2 separate regions of the Mus musculus genome follow, and region 2 is linked to region 1. Evidence: chromatin contacts called from public HiChIP or PLAC-seq data. All regions are on one chromosome and are shown on one strand. The core of a region is the stretch at or near the end of the contact, and the rest is flanking DNA. Distances in the headings are between cores, read along the strand shown. Region 1 has its middle 50 kb from the start of Gm34177. Region 2 has its middle 55 kb from the start of Gm39724.

Region 1 (7,136 bases), core at 402-2,901:
GTTTTCAGGTTGTGTCACCAGGAGACTAAACTCCGCTCCGCACTGAGCAGTGAGAGTGGAATGGAGCAGGAAGACCTTAGTTCTGGGCTCCCAGGTGTTGTGTGCATCACCTGCACTGTGAGTGCCAGGCATCCTCACCCACCTCCTGAGCCAGGCACTCCCAGGAGCATCTCTCTTGACATCTGGAGATGTGGTTCCATGTTGGGGTGACTGAGGGTGTGTTCCTCCTCTGTGGTCCATTCAGGCACTGCATGATGCTCTAAGCCTTGTATATAGCCAGTAGCAATCCACCCAGTAAATGTCCAGTGACATTATCAAATGCCCCTTAAGAGGACACAGTCATGAAGCACTCGTCTAGTCTGAATGGTTATTACACATTCCCCCTGAAGTGTGTTTGTCCGGTGTCCCCTTTGGACACTCCAGTCATTGCACTAGGAACTGGCCTCCGAGTTACGTCAGTGGCCTTATTCTTGATTAAGTGTGTGTCACCTTATCACTGTGTGAGAGGGAGATATGAGCTTGTTTTTCCGATCCTTATTGTACAAACAAGTTACGATGACTCATGGTGAGCTCAAGGAGTCTCGGCCTCAGGTGCTTGGGGGGGTGATTGCAATAAATCTTAATTATCTGGATTGTTTTGAGGCGCTGTTATGCAGTGAGGGAACAATGACTTTGAATTTTTTGAAAATGAGGGCAGTGCCGATTAGTTTGCTTCCCCCCACCCCCTCCAGAGCACGTATACACAGGAAAGGTTCTGCTATTTACTGCTCCTTTTAATCTCAGAGATGGGAACTTGGGCAAAACCCAAAAGCCCAGATGAAGGAATGGTCAGGAGCATAAGAACTCGTAGGTTTCTAATGCTTTGCTGAAAAGAAACCCCATGTGTTTAGATGGAGAACTCTAGAATGCCAATTAGCCTGATTGTACAATCCAGAGTAAATTCTCTCCTATGAAACACCCGATTTAAGCTGTAAAGGATACTCTTGAATTCATTTGCCTCAGTCTTACTCTGAAGTACTTGTATGGGATGAGAAGAGAGGACAGACTTTAGTTCTGGACATCATATGACATCCACAGAATCATTTGGCTGGGATTTTTGTTGTAGAGTTTGGTCTGGGATTTGACCTCATAGTCATCTGTAGGTAAGGGTCAATAGAAATCACTGGTCCTCCCACCTTCAGCAAGCCAGTGCCTACTGAGATGATTTTTTAGTGAACATAATTTACAGAAGATACACAAATAAATATATAAACAAGTAAAATGTCCTTAATGGCTGTGTGATGCTGATTGGCTGAGGCCAGTTCATAATACAAACTATGCTTACAGCAAGCAAGCAAACAAACAAACAAACATTTGCTTGTGTATTTAATAATTTTTTTCCCAAGCACTGCCTGCCAGACATTATGCTGGGATTGGCGTGATGAATAAAGGCAACTCACAGAGGTCAAGAGCTTGTGGAGCAAGGATACTGTTAGTCTACACTGTCACACATGAGCCTTCCAGGCTGTGAAGGGAGGGAGCACTGCACTGAAGTTTGTGCTTACAGTGAGGTCTAAAGATCATTAGTGGTTACTTCAGAGAGGAACGGAGCTGCTGTGGCTTGAAAGTCTGTCATAGACTCTTGTGTTTGGAGGTGTGGTCGGCAGCTTGGAGCAGGTTTCAGGCCAGATCTAGATTAATGAATGACTCAGGGTGGGTCTTGAGGTTTCTTAGCCCAGCTCACTTCCTGCCTTCTCTGTGTTTCTGGAAGACAAACTCAATGTGATCAACCAACTGCTTCCCACTCCTGCCAGCCAATGTACCTTCCTTCCCATGATGGGTACATGTCCTTGACCTAGAAGGCAAATTAATCTCCTTCTCTCACCTTAAGTTGTCAAGTATTTAATCATAATCACATGGAAAAACAACTGCTTAGGGAGGGAAAGACATTTGGAAAAGGGCACACTGTGTGTTAAGTCCTTGAGATGAGAACAGAGGGCCAGGGACAGAGAGCTGGAGGAGATGCTGTGTGGTGGGCTTGAAAGATAGCTGCAGGACAGCCCTTCCCATTTAAAATCAGTTTCCCCTGATTCTACAAGCTATGAGAAAAACAGGAAGAGTGTGAAGAGGGAGGTGACACAATCCGTGCCACTGGCACAGAAGGTGGTTGACACTGTTGTGCTTTGAAATCACGCTGGACAAAGTTCAAGAGTGAGTCTGGGAAGGGTGAGAGGGGATACTGAGAGGAGATCTTGGAGATGCTAGATTGACCTAGTCTCATGACTGTGATGCTCTGCCAGGGTGGACGTGGCATTGATGGTGGAGAAGGACGGGAAAGGAGCAGGCGCAAGAGATATGTGACATCTGACGGACAGCAGTCAAAGTGGTTGTTGGGATTGGGTTTGTTTTGCTTTATTAAGACAAGGTCTTGCTGTATACCCCCTGACTAGCCTAAAACTGTTGGCCATCCTCCTGCCTCAACATCTGGAATGCATCACCACACTCAGCTTCCAAGTTCATAGAGTTGCTGCTGTTTGGGTTTTTTTTTCCCTTTGAGACAGGGTCTTGTGTAGCCTGGGCTGGTCTTGAACTCACGGCGTAGGCATGGATGACCTTGAACTTCTGATCCTCTGGTCTCATCCCCTGGGTGCTAGGGCTGTGTATATGGTTTGTGTAGTGCTGGGGATGGAACCCGTGGCTTTGTTCATGATAGGGAGTACATTGCCAACTGAGTGCATGCCCAGCCTGCGAGTTCTTAGCATACTTTATCAGAAAGTAAGTCTGATTCATGAACTAAGACAGGTAGAAAGGGCCTACTTCCTCTATGGTAAAACCTGGGGTAGGGCTGCTTGTGTATTTCTCACCCAGGACTCTTCTCACAGTCTTACTCTCCCAACAATCATTGCATGTGATGGAGCCCAGCCCAGACTAATCCAGATCAGCCTTAGATTCTGGAGGGATTGAAGTCCAACAAGACAAAGCACAAAAGACCCACACAACAAGTGAAGACACAGAAGTGACACGGAGTCCATCCAAGGTTACCTCAGTATCACTCCAAGTCCAAGGGGACCAGGATAACCACCAGGAGTTGAAGCCACAGCAGTGGTATTTGAGTGGTTTGAAATCTCGAAGCCCAGAAGTCTGAGATGTGCTGTGGGCTAATTTCCAATGAGCACAAAAGCCTAAGAACTAGCCTACTATAGTGCATTTACCTAGAGTATGCAGGGCTCTGAGTTTAATACTCAGAAACACACATGCATGTGCACATGCACACCCAGAGAGACAGGGAGAGAGAGAGACAAAGAGAGATAGAAACAGTGTGTGTGTGTGTGTGTGTGTGTGTGTGTGTGTGTGTGTGTGTGTGTGTGTGTGTGTAATAATTAAGGAAGAGGTCATGAATTTGAGAGGGATTGGGAGAACACAAGGAGGTACTGGAAAAAGGAGATGGAGGGGTGGCAATGATCTAAATACAGAACCCATGTATAAAGTTCTAAGAAGAAATTAAAAACTACACTGAAACGATAACACTAAAAAAATTTAAACGCTAAAAGATAAAATGTAACTATTCAGTCTTCACTCCTTGGTACCCATGTGATTCGAGGGCATAGTATCATATCTAAAATGATTTTCTATGAAGAGGTTGTCCCCAGGACCCCCTCCCATTGTGACCAAATCCGTACACTTTAACTGTTGCCTGGGGCCAAATAATCAGCTCAGAAGGACCAATCCGAAAAGGCTGTCTAACCACGGAGGTTGTGAAAAGCAGTGACTGGCTACAGTTAGTCTCAGGGCCAGGGAGTAGCCATGAGAACCTCTTGTGGCTCGTCTAGATCAGATCAGTCGGAAATTCCCCAGAGCCGCAGTAAAAGGATACTGGATGTTTAGGAGTGTCCCAGAGCACCAGAAGATGTTTGCTTCATTACTGCGATGTTTCTACAGCTGTCTGCTTGTCGAAAGAGCTGCCGGAAACCTGTCATCCGTCTTCAAAACAACCAAGGGTCACTAAAGCCCCATTATTGGCCCAACACAGGAAATACAACAAAGCCCGGCGTATTACCCCTCTGCTGAAAGGAACCTGACTTGGGGAAGAGTTGATGGGGTGTCTCCAGTATTGCTAATGTAAATGGTTCCCAGGACAGTCATGATGAAAAGGGATGCGTGTTTAAAAATCTTGGGGTATTTGACATCAAAACGGCCATCAGTAAGAGAAGGAAGCCTGTGCCTCAAGATGCCATTGCTTCCTGGTGTGCCAGGAAATATTAACCACGGACGACAAAGCAAAATAAAATAAAGGTGGTTGTTGACATGCCATGTGCTGTTCCTGCACACAGGAGTCACGGGAGGCAGGCAGAGCCATGGGACTGCCACTGGCTGTCCCAGCAAGCCACCTGTGTAACTTCAGGTGTAGCATTAAACAGGTTTCTTTGTTCTAGTGAAAAGTGAAAAATATCAGTTTGATTACTGCCCATTATCTTCAGTAGTGGAGTTAGACACCAAGTCTGAAACACCCTAGGGGTTTGTATGGGACTCCGAGTCACGATGCTGATAAAGAAATTATCCAACTGTTCATGTCCTGCTAGCAACTGGAAGTGTATAACCTCTCACCTCTAATCTAAAAATAAGGACTTAGAGTTCTCCAGTAGATATTTCTTTGAAGATGTTAAGAATGATTCATCCATTGGTTTGTGTTTCTGATCAAACACACACTTTGTAAAATTGATGGTTACTGTGTCTCTCAACCTTGGAGCTCTCTGGTTCCTCTCAGCTCTGAGTAGAAAGCATTTTCGTTGACCAAGTTTGCAGTCGATTAAGCCTGGGGTCTCTGAGAAACAGGCAATGACAGAAATTCCTTCTCACTGAGCATGTAGAAGGGAGGCAGAGCTGATATTGTAAAGCCTATTTCATTGTGCTGGAGTAACAAAAGTCACAAGTCTGCTATAGCCGTTGAGACAGCCTAGAAAATTCCAGTCTCTGTTCCACTAGGTGTCCATCTGTCCATCTGTCTCTAGCATTTTTCCTACACAGCCCTCTGCCTGACCAGTCATCTAGTTCTTTCCTTTTTGTCTTCCCTGACTTCCATCATTCCTTTTTTTTCTCCCTTTCCCCTTTCTTTCTTCTTTCCTATTTCCTCTTTTCCCCTTCCTTGACCCGCCCCCTCCTCCCTGCCTAATTAGAGTGGAATAGATGAAGCATTTCCCTCTGGGGGTGGGGGGTGGGGGGTGGGGGGTGGGGGGTGGGGGGTGGGGGGTGGGGGTGGGGGTGGGGGGTGGGGGGTGGGCTGTAGTTCAATGAGGCTTGAGACTACATATCTTAGACAATGTAACTAGCTATGTCTCTGCTCCTTTGGTCTATCTTAATTTAAGAGTCTTGAGCATTCAAGGTTATGTAGCAATGGCCCCAAACTTACCAAATCCAAGCAATATAATCTTGCCAGTTCTCAAAGGAAAACTTTTACTCTTAAGATCCAGAGCTACATGCTTGCCAGCAGTCTCTTGTCAGCATTTCCAAAATTCTGAAAGCATTTGGTGGCAAACATTTGCCTCAACTGAACTTTCTGATTTACAGTTTTGTCAGGCCAAGTAAGAACATGCATAAATACTGGGCTACAAAAATCTGAGTGTTGGATTATAGGTGCTTCCAAAGACCCTGCTGGAGATTTATGTGATCTTTCAGAGGCTCTGAGTCTGCATCAAGAAATGCACATAGCCATTGGCAGCTCTGTACAAATGAAGTGTATGCCCAGATTGTCAACAGGTAATAGAAATCTGATTAAATTAAGATAGGTGTGGATTTAATTTCCTCAGCTATATGAACACCTGATTCAGGCTGTCAGAATTCATACATAGAGAAGCCAAAGCCAATTTTTAGAAATCCTCTCTTAAAAATTAATCTTGGTATAATACAGTTATTAAATCCTAGGAGGAAATCTGTGTGCAGACTCTGTCTTTTCTTTCTTAATGCCATAAAAGACATTGCTGTTCCCTTGCCAATATGACACCCTTGAGTGCACCCCACTCCTATGGTGTTTAAGTGACTTCCTAGCCCAGTAAGAGAGCACTGAACCTACAAGAAAATGTACTGTAAGCTTTTCTTTGAATTACATTTGTTAACATCTCATTGACCAAATCAAGCCTGTTGATAAGGCCAGGTCAGAGTGGGAGACAGTCAAGAAGATATTTCAAAGGCTGTGGTTCCAGTGACCAGGGGAATCTGTGCCTGCTTGTGTAACCTATGACAAATAACCTTCACATGAAGAAATGTCCATACGCACTCGATAACCACTGTCCTGAAATTAGAAAGGGGTGAGAGAGGATTTAATCTGATTCTAGAACTTGCTCTCAACCTCTGCATGAGCCTTGTTTATCCCTCAATGCTCTGACTGACTTCCACTTCCTTCCAAGGAGAGGCAAAGTCTGCCCGACAGGATGGAGTCATCTGACTATAAATCTAAGAGCAAACAGAGGCAGACACACAGCCGCTGCAGCACCACCCATAAGCAGGTGCCTGGACTCTCAGTTTGAGAACGCTAAGGAAAATTCCAGAACCATCATATCCCAAGGCCCTGCATTTTGTCCAAATGGAATTCTCTTTCTTTCTCTCCTTTCACTGTATAGGTTGCTAGATGGAAATATCACAGAGATATGAGCCCACTATATGAAGCAAAAAAATTGAGATCAGAGATTCTGATCTGGATATTCCCTTACAATCAGAGTATTTCAAAAAATACCCAGTTTAGGACAGTTTTCAAGTTATTTATGTCTTTGGAGCAAGAATATCAAAATAGGAGATGTATTTGAACTTAAGACTACCTTAATAACAAATACGTAGAAGTAGCATTATACAGATTGAGCAAGTCATTTTTATATATTTGGGAATAAAATATTTATCTACATACACACAAATTTATGTAACAACAGTTAATGATAAATGGGGCATAAATTTGAAAAAGAACAAGGGAGGTATTTGAGAGGGTTTGAAGGGAAGGAGAATATGATGCAATCATATTATAATACCAAAAATAAAAGAATAAATAGAAATTTCTACCTTGAAAATCAATTTAACTATATTTAAATAAACCCACATTTACTTTCAAATAGAAAAAAATGCCCCCTTCTTCCTCTTCTTCTTAATTATTTTTCTTCTCTATCCTATAACTC
Region 2 (6,940 bases), core at 1,217-3,716, 590 kb before region 1:
TTTCAATCACGTGTTTTCATATGTCCATGGTGTTGCTTTATCTGTCAACTGTACCACTTCGCTCCCCTGGGGAATATACAAAAATTATAATAAAATATTTATTTCTTTCTATAAAATTAAAGGGTTATAGAAACTATTTTCTGTCACCAATCAAAACAATCAAATTAAAACAAAAACAAGCAATAATTCAGAAAAAATAATCAAATTAAAACAATAAAAAGCAAATAATTCAGAATTTCAAGGGTGGGGAATTTACCTTGAGAATTTTTAAAGAAGACCACTTCTTTTGTATAATACTTAACTGTGAAGGTCTGCCTGGCTAAAAACTTCTATAACAAACAGATTTCTTTTAGTGAAAGATATTTTGGCCAAGATTCAGTACCAGTCAAGGCATCCACATCTGTATTGATCAGGCTCTGGCACAGCTTCTCAGGAGACAGCTGTATCAGACTCCTGTCAGCAAGTGCTTGTTGGTATCAGCAATAGTGTTGGGGTTTGTTGTCTGCATATGGGATGGATCCCTAGGTGGGGCAGTCTCTGGATGGCCTTTCTTTCAGTTTCTGCTCCACATTTTGTCCCTGAATTTCCTTTATACAGGAGCAATTCTGGGTTAATATTTTTGAGATGTGTGAGATTTTTTTGATGGAACTCTTTCTGTAGATCAGGCTAGCCTTGAACTCACAGAGATCTGCCTGTCTCTGCCTCCAGAGCATTGGGATTAGAAGTGTTCACCAGCAGTGCTTTTGGTCTTTTTAAAAAAGGGATTTATTTTATTTATTTTAATGTGCACGTGTGTGTGTGTGTGTGTGTGTCTGTATGTGTTGTGCAAGGCCTCAGAGACTAGAAGAGGTTATCAGGTCCCTGGAACTAGAGTTATAGGTGGTTGTTAGCTGCTCGATGTGGGTCTTGGGAATTGAATTTGGGTCCTTCAGAAGAACAATAGGAGCTCTTAGCTGCTGAGTCATCTCTCTAGACTCAGTCTTAGATCTTATTCTCTATTTCATCCACATTTATTGGCTTGGTGTGCTAATCTAAGCTCATGGATTTTAAACACCATCTCCAGATTAGTAATAGTTAAATTTATATCTCTTGCTTAAATTCTAACTTAGTCCTTAGTCTTGCATAACCAGTCACCTGCCTGGCTTTGCCACTTTGGCTCTCCTGTAGACACACCTCAAAGTTATGATGCTCAAACCAGAATTCTGTAGTTTCTTTCACAAACCTGCCCTCATATCTTTCTAGATCTCAAGTGAAAGCAACTTCATCCTTCTTAATGCCCCAGATGAAAACTCTACATCCCCGCCTTGGACTAATATCATCTTGAGTTTTTCATAGTCTATTTGGCTGAAAGTTGCATCATTAGGTTTTTCCCTTGATCTCTCTGATTTTTATTAATGTTGAGTTCACTAATAAGTAGTTTGTAGTTGGTTCATCTAGTTACTTTATAGCTTTTTTTTTTTTAAATCTAGTTGGCCTGCCAGTCTTCATGACTCTACTTTTATTTCTGTTGAGAACTCAGTGACCAAATTCTAGGTGGGGTTATTTGAAATCCAAAAGATAGGTTGGAAATTCAACTAGGAGAAAATATATGCCAATCATCTGGAGGTCGCAGGACAGCCTGTTCTATTTCCACCCCTATTAAATCTCTACTTGCCTATCATGAGATACCTAACACTGCCAGAGACATGGGCCAAAGGAGACCCCCCATTTCCTGCTCTGAGAAACTGTGTTCCTTTTACATTTTCTAAATATGAAGCCTTCCGACTTCCCAGCTTTCTGGTTATGCTTTTGTTACAGTCAGCCTTTTATCACCGTAAAAGATGGCTGCAAGAAACTTGTGGGGAAGAAAAACGCTATTTCGGCTTATGATCTTGGAAATTCCAACCCATCTTCCATGGGCTCCATTGCTTTGAGGCCTAACGTTACTCCCTGAGAGGAAAGACAGCATGGCGAAGCTGGGATGAAAAAGAGAAAGTAGGCAGGCTTCTTTTAACCTTTCCAGGGATACCCATGTGACCTGAGGACTTTTCATTAGGCACCACATCTTAAAGGATCCATTCTGCTGGGACCCAGCTGTTAACACACCAATCTGGAGGACATTTTAGAACCAAGCTGTAGTCCTCTGTTTCACTCTCTCTCTCTCTCTTTTTTTTTTCTATTTTAATTTCTAAGCAGCTGTAAACTCCAAATCAGAATAATAAAGATGGATCATAATTAACTTTCCAATTTCAGCTCTGCTTCATTGCACTTGAAATGATATAGTCTAAATTGATACTTTAATTAGGATAACATCAAGTTCATTTTTATATTCATGCTGATGCTTGAATATAAATGGTTTGACTCCCCCGGTTATCCATACTTGTAGAGAATTGCTTTGGAACTAGACTTTAGGCATGGGAGCCTGCCTTCAGGCTTTCTGGTATCAGGAGATTAAGGGCATCAGAATCTTCGTTACATTCTTTGTTGTGGTTTCGTCTCTTCTGTTGAGGCCAGGCAATGGAGGTGTTGGTTATTCTAGGGCGTTTAAGTCCTGACTGTGCTATTTCCTGACAGTCAACTTGTAGTTCCTAGAGTAATTATTTCTACAGCAGTACTAGGTGGCATAGTATTCAAACCTCCTGAGGTTCAAAGGCAGAGGCCTGGGGACTGTTGGGTGTTCGGGCAGAGCCAGGCAGAAGCAATGCATCTTTACTTTGCCTCCCCCAGAGCAGTTTCACTTATATTGCTTATTATATTGGGGCTGCACAGAAGATTTGGTTTGTTAGAGAGTTTCCATAGCTTTTGTCAATTAATTAGTTAGGTTTTTCTAAAGGGTAGTAAAGTGGGCAGGTTGTTGAAAACATCTTAGCAGGAATGAAAATCAGCTCCAGTTGGCTGATTATAATGTTACTTACTTTGGGGTTACTTACTTTGGGGCTATCTCAGTCAGTGTTAAGACTTTTGCAGTTATTCTGACAGAGTATGGACACCCTTGCCTCTAGGGTATGCTGACAGTATAATTCTGACATTCCCCACTATTTGTATATGACCATTCACCGTGGGAAGTCCCCGTGATACAAAGGATAATATCTCAATAACGTAAGTGTAACAGTGTGTGTCATTTGTGTGTCACAGCTGGGGTTGTGGGCTCCGTGAGTCTTGACTCAGATCTCAGTTTCTCTTGACTGTGAAGACTTGGTATGAGATTAGGAGAAAATCCTCATGAGATGTAGTTGCTCAATAAATGTTCTTTTTTCTTCTCTGCTGATTTTCTCTGTCTCATAGATCCCAGTTACCAACACTCTCAAGTTCCAACCTTGGAAACTTCCCAGTATATATTGATATACATATTTGAGGATAAAACTTAAACTATATTTCTTACTAGACTATAAATGCTTCAAAGTCAAACATATTCTGACTTCACCCTGACATCTGAAACACTTATTAGCCATTGTCTAAACTCATATACTTTCAAACATAAAAAGACCCACAAAGACAGCAATATATTTGACTATTACATTTTTGGAACTCTGAATTTTTTTTTTCTCCACAAAATTCTTGGATATTTCTGTCTCGATTAGGAATGGAGAAATGAGAAACACAAGAGAGATACTTCCCTCACTCCAGTAAGTCTAGGGGATGTGTGGTTAAACATCCCTCTGGAGAAGGTTGTCAGTGGGTCGCTGGAACGTTCTAGTACTTAATGATTTTCATCTGCAAGCCATTTCTGGACACTCTCTTCCATGTGGTGAGGGTTGAGCTAAAGTTGACACTATGTCAAAAAAGCTTAGAAGTTTGGAATGAAACCAAGGAGAGGTTTTCTTGGAGAAATGAAAAAAAAATGAAGTGGAGACGTAGGCGTGTGTGGCCTTCCAACCAGTCTAAGAATGAATATACACAGAATCTCCTAGACTTGGCTTCAGATATGTCTTAAACTATGCAATCATCTAGATAAAATAGTGAGCTTCATCTGGATACTATTTTAGATGAATTACAATGAACCTAATGACTAGCAACACATTTTGTACATCACCTGGAGGAAAACATGGTGACCTGGTGAGTATTCCTATTCACTATTCCTCACAATCTGGTGAATACATTCACTAGTCCTTGCAACCTGGTGAACACATTCTAGGAATTCACTATTCCTCACAACTGGGTGAGTCCATTCACTATTGCGTACAACCTGGTGAATACATTTCCCTAGTCCTTACAACCTCTTAGGAACGTGCACAGCATTTAGTTGATGGTAGCATTGAGCTTCCGTAATGCCTGATACCTAGGGATTGAGACACAGGAAAATATCTAGGGCCCAATGGGCTGGTCATATTTCCTCTGCCTAGGTTGTGAGGAAATGGGCACAGTGGTCAGGTTCTAACTTATCCTTGGGCACTGGGCACTGCGTGGGAGGGTGAAGACAAAAGAAGACTGAGACAGAGAGTCCAGGAAAGTTCATGTGTGGCTTCCTGAGCCCAGGAAAAGTATTTTCAGAATGTGTTGGACTTGGTTTATTTTTCTTAGTACTTGTGAGTGGAAAGGTGGGAGAGTAGATGTATGGCCTCATCCATGCTGGGCAAACACTGCACAGAGCTACATGCCCAGTCCATGTTGTGTTTTAGAAGCAATCTGAGGTAGGATCCCTTTGACTTCTAGATCATGCTTATTGACATCAAAGATTCTCAAAGAGAAAAGCTCTGGGGAAATTCCTGTCACTATAGCAGAATATCTGAGACAAATGACTTACAAAGAGAAAAGAATGATTTTGCTTCTCAGTTTTATGGAGGTTGTAAACTGTGCTCGGTTGATCCCATTGCTGTGGGCCTGTAGTTAGGAAGCGCACTCTGGAAGGAGTGTGTGGTAGAAGAGCATCCTCGCTTCCCCATGAGTCAGGAAGGGAAAAAGCAGAAACAAAAAAGCAAGGAAGAGGAAGAGGAAGAGGAAGAGGAAGGAGTCACTGTCCTTAAGTCCTTCAAGGCCACACAATATCAAGGAATTTCCCACAAGACCCCAAGTCCTCAGGACCAAGTCTTTAGTACATATTCCTCTGGTTAAATATCGAAACTGTAGGAGGTGCATCTTGCCAACATGTAGAGGATATTAGCTTTTAGGTAGAAGTTGGATGGTCTTTGAAGCATACTCATTTCCTGTGGGGTTTACTCCTTTCTTGTTCAGGCTTCCTCCTCTAAGATTAAATGGCAAGATTTAAAGGAATAGATTCTTTTCTGGTGTCTGTGAGGTCTTCGTTGTTAGGTTTCTCCTCTTGACCAGTGATTCTGAGAACTCTTACCGGTATGGCCTCATGGACCATCTGAGAAAGCCTGGCCCCGTGTTGACAAGGGTTGAATCCAACCCAGTGGGGTGGATCAGAACATCTGATCTGGATTTTGCAGTGAGGGGGAAGGAGAGAAGGAGCGGGAGGTTGTGACCTTGACCTCACAGCCTATTCCTCTCTCTCAACTTTAAAATATGAATCTATTTAAATAGGGTTAGTGTGATGAGGGGCTCCTTTGGACTTGTAAATTCTCTGCTAAAGAGACAAAGCCTCATCCTTTGAAGAACTGATGTGAACAGGGTTAATGGTAACACAGGCAGAGGGAATTATACACAGACTCAGGTAGGAGAATGAGCCCATCCTATGTTAAAATTTTTTTAAAGGGAATAGAATTTTCAGTGTCTAGGCAGGAAAAGTGAGTATTCCAGAGAAATATTCTGTTAATATGCCAGGACTTTAAAGCTTTCCCAGAGCCCTGGGGAGCAAAATTATACCTCTTGAGCATTCAGATTCTAGTCACACAAGCACCTCCTGAAACATGGTGTCCAGACTGAATATAAGGAAACAGGCGAGAATATAAAGATCTCAGAATGCCTCTCTTTTGGGAAGAAACAAAACAATGAGTGTCTATACACGATGGAAGCACTCCTTATAAACAGAAGCAAGAGACAACTTCATGGTTAAAAATAGCACAAAGGTCTGGAGAGATGGCTCTGCGGTGAAAGCACCTGGCAACAGTACAGATGTGAGGATCAGAGTTCAGATCCCTTCAAACCCATGTCAATGCTGTTTGGGTGTGGGAGGCTGTCTGTCATTCTAGCCTCAGAGGACAGAGACAGGAGATTCTCAGAGCGAGTTGATTAGAAAGGCTAGACATATCAGTGAACTCTGGGTATGGTTGAGAGGCCCTGGGGATACTGCCTGATATCAACCTTGGGCTTCTGTGGAGAGCTGTGCAGCGAGCAATCGCGTGTGTGCCGTGAGCAATCGCCATTATAAGATGGCGCTGGCTTCCACTGCGCCTAACTAGTAAACAAGCCTTATGCGCAAGTGCAAGAGTGAACTCACGCCTAGTCACTGCCCATCTCGAGGCGTAGTAATGGGGTGATGGGCGAGCAACGAATCAGGAGCTGTCACGCCACATCAGGTGCTGAAACGTCACACTGTGGGCTATATAAGCAGCGCCATTTTCCCCGTTCGGGGTCTTCCCTCCTGATAAGTAAGCAATAAAAGCTTTGCCGCAGAAGATTCCGGTTGTCCTGAGTGTGTTCTTGCCGGCGGGGACAAAAGCTCAGGATAGGCTTCTACATGTACAAGTATACACATATTCAGTGCACCCCCATACATGCAAAACCACATATACATACATGCATACCACACATAAGTATGGTGAAAAATGAAAAAAAAACCCACAAAAGCTATGTAGTACAATCATACCTCTTAGTTGAAAAAAAAATTGAGAATATTTAGGTTGATGTATTATAGAGTTATATTCTCCTGTGATTTACAACAAAAGGCTCAAAGGCAAAAATCAGCAAAAGGAAGAAATGCTGTGGGAAGGGCAGACAACGCGTGTGTGCATTTTTGAGTCCTCTTTCTGTGGTGTCACCGACCATGTGCTCAGCTTCCCAGACACACACTGGGAACACACTTGTGAGGCTTGCTTGTGAAGGAATCCATTAGAGACTT

The links. HiChIP or PLAC-seq counts read pairs in DNA pulled down with a chosen protein or histone mark.
Region 2: an H3K27ac HiChIP or PLAC-seq map of T-cell acute lymphoblastic leukemia shows a contact between it and region 1, with 6 times the contacts expected there. The contact joins two enhancer-like sites.

What each region holds. Positions count from the first base shown.
Region 1 is chr1:184,275,555-184,282,690 of GRCm38.p6, forward strand. No RefSeq gene overlaps it. Among named protein-coding and RNA genes, the nearest start is that of Gm34177, 50 kb to the right of the region's middle. Within about 2 kb of position 1,652, at least 46 of the 459 cell types and tissues checked have an H3K27ac peak or open chromatin away from gene starts, as enhancers often do. A contact at or near this core is called in T-cell acute lymphoblastic leukemia, where this site is marked.
Region 2 is chr1:183,682,560-183,689,499 of GRCm38.p6, forward strand. No RefSeq gene overlaps it. Among named protein-coding and RNA genes, the nearest start is that of Gm39724, 55 kb to the left of the region's middle. Within about 2 kb of position 2,467, at least 4 of the 459 cell types and tissues checked have an H3K27ac peak or open chromatin away from gene starts, as enhancers often do. A contact at or near this core is called in T-cell acute lymphoblastic leukemia, where this site is marked.